Regions from separate parts of the Sus scrofa genome. Here region 2 is linked to region 1. Evidence: chromatin contacts called from public HiChIP or PLAC-seq data. All regions are on one chromosome and are shown on one strand. Each heading gives the region's core, a stretch centred on a gene start, on an enhancer-like site or on the middle of the called end of the contact. The rest is flanking DNA. Distances are from core to core; before and after follow the strand shown.

What was found. HiChIP or PLAC-seq counts read pairs in DNA pulled down with a chosen protein or histone mark.
Region 2: a contact with region 1 is called in an H3K27ac HiChIP or PLAC-seq map of skeletal muscle. The contact joins two enhancer-like sites. A contact is called at or near these places in 3 of 47 Hi-C or Micro-C datasets (embryonic fibroblasts, fetal heart ventricle and skeletal muscle) and 1 of 2 datasets of contacts at active chromatin or transcription factors (skeletal muscle).

What each region holds. Positions count from the first base shown.
Region 1 is chr1:108,971,646-108,976,600 of Sscrofa11.1, forward strand. All of the region lies in intron 3 of LOC110260973 (a long non-coding RNA gene), which reads right to left. Among named protein-coding and RNA genes, the nearest start is that of TPM1, 42 kb to the right of the region's middle. Within about 2 kb of position 2,791, at least 13 of the 83 cell types and tissues checked have an H3K27ac peak or open chromatin away from gene starts, as enhancers often do. A contact at or near this core is called in skeletal muscle, where this site is marked.
Region 2 is chr1:109,157,050-109,162,004 of Sscrofa11.1, forward strand. No RefSeq gene overlaps it. Among named protein-coding and RNA genes, the nearest start is that of MIR190A, 66 kb to the right of the region's middle. Within about 2 kb of position 2,557, at least 13 of the 83 cell types and tissues checked have an H3K27ac peak or open chromatin away from gene starts, as enhancers often do. A contact at or near this core is called in skeletal muscle, where this site is marked.

The DNA of each region.
Region 1 (4,955 bases), core at 1,541-4,040:
AATGGCTCAATCCTCCTAGGGAATTTTTCATAAGAGGAGATACCATACAGAGTAAGTAGTTGTTGATATTCTTCCTAATAAAGAAAGATGACATAAAACTTAGCCCCGGTTTAGGATCACATCAGTTTTTTACCTCCCATCAAGTCAGTGGGCATGGACACAGTGCTGTGCCCAAAGCATCAGAGATGTAAAGCCATGGACCATATCCTAGGGGAAAGGGGCTCAGGTTTCTCTGGCTGGGGGAAGTTTGTCTTCTTCCCTGGACTTTTACCCCAGTTATAGCTCAACCCAGGGTTCCTTGAAGGACAGATGAGCAGTCCATCAGAAGGACTTGGAGCCTTGCCTGGCCCATCCTCAAACTAGTCACAACTGCTGGGAGACTCCCCCCTCCCTGAAGCTCATTAGCATTCTCAGCAGGGAAGCTGCAGAAAATGATAAAAAAGCACTTGAATTTTGCACACAGCCAGCTCCATGTTCCACTTCCCAGCTCTGAACCCCAGCTCTACCACTTCCCAGCTCTGAACCCCAATTTTGTTTTCAAGTAAAATGAGGATAATATACTACTAGACACATATCTGGAGAAAACCATAATTAGAAAAAGATATATGCACCCCAATGTTTATCGCAGCAGTATCTACAATAGCCAAGACATGGAAGCAACCAAAATGTCTATCAACAGATGGATAAAGAAGATGTGGTACATACATACTCTAAATGAAGTCATACAGAACAAGACAAATAACTTATGAGATCACTAATATGTAGAACCTAATAAAAAATAATACCAAAGAACTTATAAAACAGAAAAAGACAAAGATTTTGAAACCGAATTTATGGTTACCAAAAGGGAAATGTGGGGGGAGGACAGATAAATTAGGTGGACGGAACTGACATATACACACTACTGTATATAAAACACATCAGTAACAAGGACCTACTGTATGGCACAAGGTAATCTACTCAATACTGTGTAAAAACATATATGGGAAAAGAATCTGAAAAGGAATGGACATATGTATAACCAATTTACTTTGCTGTTCACCTGAAACTAACACAACCTTATAAGTCAACTATACTTCACAAAATTTTATTTTTAAAACTGGGAATATGGAGCTCCTATCGTGGCTCAGTGGTTAACAAATCCGACTAGGAACCATGAGGTTGCGAGTTTGATCCCTGGCCTCGCTCAGTGGGTTAAGGATCTGGTGTTGCCGTGAGCTGTGGTGTAGGTTGCAGACGAAGCTGGGATCCTGTGTTGCTGTGGCTCTGACGTAGGCTGGCAGCTATAGCTCCAATTAGATCACTAGCCTCAGAACCTCTGTATGCTGCGTGTGTGGCCCTAGAAAAGACATACATAAATAAATAAATAAATAAATAAATAAATAAATAAATAAATAAATAAAACCTGGGAATAATAGTACCTGTTCATGTGGTTATTGCGAGTACTAAATAAGAGAACCTAAGCTAAGTCCAAGGAACCAGTGGCAGCTTAGGGTTGGCAGTCTGAAAGCAGAGTCTAGGATATGTGTCTTGAAGCTGTTTTCTCATACTTTCTGTAATATAAAGAAATATTGATAGCTGCATCAAAGATGGTGCTTCCTCTGGCATATAGTAGTTCCTCTCACTTCTTTTTAATGACTTAGTTCCATCCATTAATAGTCTGCCTTCGTGGTTCTGCCTGCCGCCCCACCTGGACTAGCTAAGGGAAGACGGTGTGGTGTAATGGGAAATGCCCTGGGTAAGAGGCCAGGGACCCTAGATTTTAATGTGAACCCTGCTGCCCCTTAGCTACAGGATCTTGGGCAAATTGTTTCAACCATCTGGTCTTCAGTTCCATATCTGTAAAATTAGTTCTCTCTTTATGAAATAAAAATAAATATATATACTTGTCTCTGCCCCTGGTTCCTGACAGAACACCTTAAAACCCTTGTACATATGGAGGTTCCTGGACTGAAGGTCAAATCAGAGCTGTAGCTGTGACCTATACCACAGCCAGGGCAACACTGGATCCAAGCCGCATCTGTGACCTACGCTGCAGCTGTGGTGACACGGCATCCTTAACCCACTGAACAAGGCCAGAGATTGAGCCTGCATCCTCATGGACACTGTGAGTTCTTAACCTGATGAGCCACAACGGGAACTCCTGGAGGAACTTTTAAATTGCTCACCAGCAATCCAAAGCATGGCTAGAAGGTTCCCATGTGGCTCACAGCCTATGAATTAGGGCACTAAGGTGAGAAGGAAAAATGGAGCTCCAAGACTCCTGCTGTTGAGACCAACAAAATCCCTACGGCAAGTCCAGGGAAACTAAGAATAGGAGACAGCCAGGGGAAATCACAATTTTCAGACTGGGATCAGCCTTCATCAACTCTCCCAACTGGGAGGGGATGTCTAACTTGAAAATCACCGTGCTGCCAACTGGGCCCAAGTTCACATTCCTTTAAGCCGACAAGCTGCAAAACCGTAAGTTTGTGGAGAGTCCATGTGGGGACATGGGGGCCAAAACGACAACCTCACACTTATTGATAAACTTGAGGGTGGGCTAGGGGACAATGGGAGAAATACCAGTTCTGGAATTCTGTCCTTACCTATTCCTGCCTGCCCCTACTCCTTGCAGAATGGAAACCCTTTAGCTGCAGACAGATGATACCCAGGCATATTGCTGGGAATACCTAGAGTAAATCACTTCCTCCTCCAGCCCTGAGAAAAATCTCTTTCTGGCTAGGAGCATAATTCAAGCTGTCTACATCCAGTGAGCTGAGACTGAGACTAAGTATGGGGGGAGGGGAGAACCAGGGCTGATGGCCTGGGCCCCAAGAATGAGGAGCAGTGAAAAGAGATAAAGAGGCTGTGACTCTCGGGTAAGGAGTGCCTGCTTCAGACAAAGCCGGCTCCAAACCTCACAGAGAGAATATTTGCATTTCTCTAAACCTAAATAACTAAATACAATATACAAAATAGTTAAACCATGATTTTCTTAAGATCTCTACGTACACATAACTTTCTTGGAATCTTTGTGACTTCTAAAATGAGTGTCACTTCCTTACTCGAATTAGATTATATCTAGTAATTTTGGCAAAAATACTGGAACAAGCTGATAGGATCAGTGTAGGAGAACAAACAGTCTCCCTTGAGAGTAGGGAGTCAACAAACTTTCTGTACAGGAACTAAACAGTAAATATTTTAGGCTTTGTGGAACTAGAGTCTCTGTCATGGCCATTCCACTCCATTGTTAGAGCACAAAGAGCTATAGACAACACTTGAATGGATGTGGCTGCGTTTCAGTAGACCTTTATTTATAAACACTGGTGTTAGAATTTTACATAATTTTTTTTTTTTTTTTTTTTTTTTTGCTTTTTAGGGCTGCACTCATGGCATATGCAGGTTCCCAGGCTAGGGGTCGAATTGGAGCTACAGTTGTAGGCCTACACCACAGCCACAGCAGCTTGGGATCCAAGCCACATCTGCAACCTACAGCATAGCTCACAGCAACGCCAGATCCTTAACCCAATGGGTGAGGCCAGGGATCGAACCCACCACCTCATGGGTACTAGTCAGATTTGTTTCCACTGCACCAAGACTTCTATATAATTTTCATATGTTATAAACTATTATTTTTCTTTTGAGTTTTTTCCAACCATTAAAAAAAAATTAAAAGACATTTTTAGCTCTTAGGCTGCACAAAAACAGGCAGTGGCTTGAATATGGCCCACAAGCAATAGTTTGCCTGGTTTATAAAATTCCCAAGGCAAAAAAGCAATAAAGGGAACGTTTTATTTTGGTTACTGTAAGCCTTTCCTATGGCTCTGCTATTATAAAGTAAGACAATGGTGGTGGGGGGTATAGATTAGGAGTTTGGGATTAGCAGATACAAACTACTAAATATAAAATAAACAACAAGGTTCTACTATATAGCACAGGGAACTATACTCAATATCCTGTAATAAACCATAACAGAAAAGAATATGAGAAGAATATATATAATATATATGCAATATACCATATGTATATGTATATGTATATGTATATATATATATATCGGAATCATTTCACAGGACACCAAAAACCAACACAACATTGTAAATAAACTATACTTCAATTAAAAAAAAATTCCACTCAGGAAAAATGAACTACTTAGGGCTGTCTCTGGTGGTAAAAGTACCCCTGGATTCCTATCCTAAACAAAACCAAACCTTCCTGCCTCCTCTTTGATACTTAAAAACCCCTTTAATAGGGGACAAGTCCTGGAGCAAATTAAAAGACACAATAAGGTTAAAAATATAAAAATAAAGCGAGACAAGTGGGGAAGGAAAAGTGAAAGGAACAAATTATCAACACAGGAATTTCAAGAAGAGCAAAGGAAATATTTTGAAAAAGGTCCCGCATTTGCCGCCTTATAAGTAACTACTGACTTTACCTTCAGGGGGAATGACTTTCACTTTTATCAGATTCAATGGACCTTTATTTACCTGTATTATATTCCAGGAACACACTAAGTGCAAAGATGCCGAAACACAGGTCCTGCCCTTTGATAGGGAAGAACTGCAATTCGATAATGACAGATCCTTTCCACTGAGTGACAGGATACAACCAGTCACTGAACAAAACATGTATTGAAACCTATTACACAGCAGGTCCAGGGGTAGATGCCAGACAGTCCAAGATAAATAGATTCTGAAGAAGTTTGTGGTAAGCAACTGCCTTACCTTCCCCACCTTCACTTTGTTTCCTTATTTTCTTGAGGGACAAGCAGAGCCACAGAGGGCTAAGCTGGCTGTCCCAGATGGAACATCAAGGAGGGAAACTAAAGACTGACTGGTCTCTGCCTTGGCAAGGCTGGAAGGGTGAGGAGAGTGAGGCCCCCAGGGTGCAAAAGTCAAGGTAGCTTTCGTGCTCGAGTGCTTATATGACTGGAGAGTGGGCACCTCCTTGAGCTCTGCACCCTAGCATTCCAC
Region 2 (4,955 bases), core at 1,307-3,806, 190 kb after region 1:
CCAGGAAGCCAAGCTGGGGAGGCAGGGCAAGAAATCAGGGGTGCCCAGCAAGACAGTCATTTGCAGGTAGGGAGGCAACTGCTACTCAGCACCCCCAGTTTTCCCGTGAGAACCCCAAGTTCTAGGTGCCCCAGGAGCTGTCCCGTCCACCTAAGAGTAATTCTTTCTCCTTGTCCAGCCATGAGAGCCACTGCCCAAGAGCATATGGAGCCCTTCCACTGGCCCCAAAGGTCTCCTTGGGCTTGAGCTTTTGAGCCGTCTCTACCCATCTATCCATCCCATTCCTTCTCTCCGCTGACTGTCACGAAAATATCAGCGGCCAAAGAAGGGCATGGCTGCAACCTCCAGAATGCTTTCTTGGGTTGATATGACATCTCGCTTTTAAAGTGTTTCCCAGTTATTTCACAGGCAGCAGACACTGTGACTCCATCTTCTAGGTGGGAAAGTGGACCGTATCAGGTCCTGCATCCTTTGCTGGCGGCATCAGGCTGTCAGCAGTTGCCTTGATATCAAGGCAAGAAGTGTCTGGGGCTGTGGTCTGTACCTCCCCTCACCTCCTACCCTGCAGGCCACTCCTGCCATTATCCTCACTGTGTGTTGGGGATGGGGGGGATTGGGCAGGGATGGCAAACACTTGAAGCACACATCTCATCTCACCCCACTCTAGCACCAGTAGAAGTCATCAAGAATCCATCCCGTATTTCTCAGCATGGTGCTCCAGGCAGCAACACAAAACAGGTGCAGGTGGAAGTCCAGGTAAATCCTTTTTGTCACCCCATTTGTAGAACAGGCAGCTCCAGCACCCTTCCTTTTATCGCCTGTGAAGAGAGGTGACCGCAAGTCAGGTTGTGAAGGCGTGAGATATGGCTTTGCCTCTCAGCCCCTCTTCCCCTCAGCCCTCCTGGGGGTCTCCTGAGCTGTGTTCTCTCCTCAAGATCACTCTCCCTCTCACCCTCTCTCCTTTGGGTCCCCAGGAGCAAAGGAGATAATAGGGTTATTGATTGGCCATGACTGAGGAGCCATGGGTTCTAATTCCAGCCAAGCCCCCTCAACTGCCTTCATCTCTCTGAGGCTCTTCTTTTCTATAAAGGAGATGAATTATACCCACCTTTGGATCCTTAGCAGTGGATGAGGATCAGGATGGAAGTGAACCCCTGTATGTGTAAGTTTCTAAATTGAAACAATCTTTGCCAGAGTTCCCCTGTGCCACAGTGGGCTAAAGGATCCAGTGTTGCTGCAGCTGTGGTGTTGCTCATAGCTGCAGCTCAGATTCAATCCCTGATTTGGGAACTGCCATATATCATGGGTGTAGCCATTAAAAAAAAGAAACAAACAGTGTTTACCAACCTAAGAAAGTCTTACTTTTAATCACCAGCATCTACCCTCCCAGGTATAAGATTTAGGCACCTTGGAGGCACAACTTTTCAGTATGAAAGGAACAATTCTAATGGTAGAATTGTTAACAATTCTAATGGTAGATTTTGAGGGGGTAAACTGAGACTTGTGGCACTCTCAAATCCCACATCATGCTGCAGCAGAACTCACATTTTTTTATGGTGCTTAATAGTTGGTAAAGAAATAGTTGATAAAGGGCCTAGCACATTCTCTTAAGAGCACTCCATTGCTATACTAGTGGCATCAGCATGGCTATTCCAGTGAGGTTCTGTAACTTTCCTGCCTGGTAGACACTGCAAATTCCTTGCTCCCTGCCACCCTTTTTACAATCAAAGGCTCATGGTGGAGGGTGGCTTGCTGGCCAGGGGAATACAGTGGGTAGAGTTCTATCCAGGCTGAAAACGCCTACATCTGGGATCATTTCGCCCATCTCTGCCCCCAGGCAGGGAGAGAGCAGCTGAGCCAAAAAGAGGGTTATTTTTAATCCCAAAGATGCAGTGTTCAAGAACAAACAGCCCCAGCTCTGGAGGATCCACCAGATGAGTGTGGGCCCGGAGGTGTCAGAATGTGGCTGCTTTTCTTTGCCCCTCCAGAAACCAGAGCCCAGCGGCTCTGTGTATTTTTACACAAGCTGACTTGCTACGGCCTCGCAGTGCCACTACATCCTGCCAGGACAGGGTGGGAGCCCCATGAGTCATGACCTTTAAGTCCAGCTGAGCCCTAACCTGAGACACAGCCCAGGTCCTGGCTGCCCATCTCACACTGCCCCAGGCTTCCAACCTCTCCACCTGCTGCCCACGTCCCCATCCCAGCCCCAAGGGGCTGAAGGCCAGACTATCACTTTTCCTTCTTGGATTTTTGCCCCCCTCTCCCTTCCTGTACTCTCTGTAACAAAAATAATTCACACTATTATTAAATTAATAATTCAAATTGGGATGAATAAAAAGAAAAGGAAAATCCCTATCACCCCCTCCCCCAACTCTCTTCCACTGTGGGTGAGGACCAGCACTTGTTAATACGTGGAGGAATTTTCCCTGACTTTTTTCCTACAAATATTTTTTACACATAAGGTATTTATTTTTTAAATATACAGAATCCCGCCCAAGGCCTGGCTGTGAGGAAGCCAGGACGCCTTCTCATTCAGGAAGAACGCTGATGTCATCTCCCACTGAGGTCCACGGCTCTGTGGTCGGGGTTGTTAGGATGTTACAGGGGAACATTTAGCCCAGTGCCTGGGCCCACAGCAGTGTTCCATACCAGCTACTCTCCTCTCTATCCTCATCTCTCCCCGAAGAAATCATTTTGTCTGTGTCAGGCTTTGTTTGGTTAAGATGGCAGGCTCTGGAGTCAGGAAGCTTGGGTCTAAATCCTTACTCTGCCTCTAAGTAATTGTATGAAGCTGAGCAGGTGGCTTAACTTCTTTGTGTCAAATGTTCCCATTTGAAAACAGGAATGGGATTTCCCATCTTGGCTCAGCGGAAACAAATCTGACTAGTATCCGTGAAGACGCAGGTTCTATCCCTGGCCTCATTCAGTGGGTTAGGGATCTGGCGTTGCCATGAGCTGTGGTGTAGGTCGCAGCTGTGGCTTGGATCCCACATTGCTGTGGCTCTGGCACAGGCTGGCAGCTGTAGCTCCGATTCGACCCCTAGCCTGGGAACCTCCTTATGCTGCGGGTGCAGCCCTAAAAACCAAATAAATAAATAAATAAAATAAAACAAAACAAAACAGGGATGAAGATAGGATATACGTTACAGGCCTGGTATGAGAGTTCAGTGAACTGACACATGTAGAGCCGCTGGAAGAGAAGCTGGCACATAGTAACTGCTCAATAAACATTAGCTCTGGTTCTGCTATAATGATTATCTTCTCAACTCTTGGGAGCACCTCCTGTTTCAGGCCCTAGTTAAGCTTCCTGAATGATTTGTGATAAGTTAATCAACTGATCTCTTTCTTACTTATTCAGAGAGGTGCTCAAGGCAGGTGGGGAATGAGATGGAGAGTAATTTCAAGGGCTTGGATATCAGTTTAACACAACTGCATTATGGAGTCACTGGAGCTCATTAACACATGGGAAAATGTTAAAAGCCATGTGGCTTTCATTGGAACTCTCATGCACACACTATTCCAGCTGTTGATGGCTGATCATGGGTCCAGTCACCATGGTATTCGTGCCACTTTTGTGTCTGAAAGCTTCCATGATAAAAAATTTATTATGTATTATGTATATTCATATACACATCTTAAAAAATCCATACCACTCTAATTACTTTCATGATTTTTCTTCAGTGTTTTAATATACTCTTTTTTTACGATGTTTAAGAATCTTTTTTGTTAGTCAAGGCAATGAAACCATTAGAAATGCCTCCCCCTTGAGACACACTGGCGTTGACAGAAGTGGTCTATTACAGCGTCCTGACTCTGGGCTGGTCATACTCCACTGCACTCATGATGCGCAAAATTCCCAGCTGACAGGTGATGGGGACAAAGAGCAGTCACACTCCGGCATCTGGTGCCAGGCTGCCCCCCTTCCTTTGCCTTCCCTCCCAGTATTGGCTTCCAGCTCTTATTTTGGGTGACACTTGTCCTATCTTTGTCAATGTCCAGCACTTGGTGTGTCCCATTAATGCTCTGAGAACAGAGGAGGTAGAGGCTAGAGACAGCCATTCAGATCAACCACAGACTTTCTGCCTCAAGGTTAAGGATCCCTGACATCTGTCCCCTCCCTCTTCCAGGTCAATCAGCGGGGGCTCACCCCCACCCCTTGGTTTTGACACACCTCCAGACGTTTGGCAGCAATACGAATGCCATGTGCCCTGCTGCTAGGCCAAGCTTACCTTGCGTTTTGTGATCATCCAGATGCTATTGCCTGCTTTTGTTGCTACTGCCATTGGGGGTTTTTTGCTTTTGTTTGCCTTTTGTCTTTTCTAGGGCCGCACCTGTGGCATATGGAGGTTCCCAGGCTAGAATCAAGTGCATTCCTGACCACATCTCCCTGTCAAGGACGGACGGACACACACACAGACAAACATGCAGACTCAGAGAAACACAGGCACACAGATGCGCGGACACACTCTCTGGATGCTCCCAACCTCCAGGCCCCACCCACTGCCCAGCAGCGGCCCCCCGGGCAGTTCTGCCACTTTGGTCTAATATGGGTGAGAAAGGGTCCTGAGATTGCTGAGTTTCCCAGTGCTCTCCTCCCAAGGCCCTTTCAGCTGAACGTTCAGCTCTGGGCAAGCGTCCAGGGCCCGGGGGCCCCAAGGCTGAGTCATGGGTTCCTTGGCCCCAAGTTGCATTTCTAGCCCAGTCCAGATCCCGGGACTTCCAAAAACTCACAGGTCGTCCCTCTGAGTCAGCAAAGGTTCCCACAGAAACTCCATTTAGTGTGGATTTAATCAGAGAATATTTTGAAAGCCTCATCTGGAGGTAATTTGGAATTTAAATTCTCAGGATAGAGGATTTTTTTTTTTACCAGAACAAGGGCTTGGAATAGTTATATCCTGTCAATTATTGATCAACCATTTCCAAAGGATTTTTTTTTTTAAAAAACGACCTGT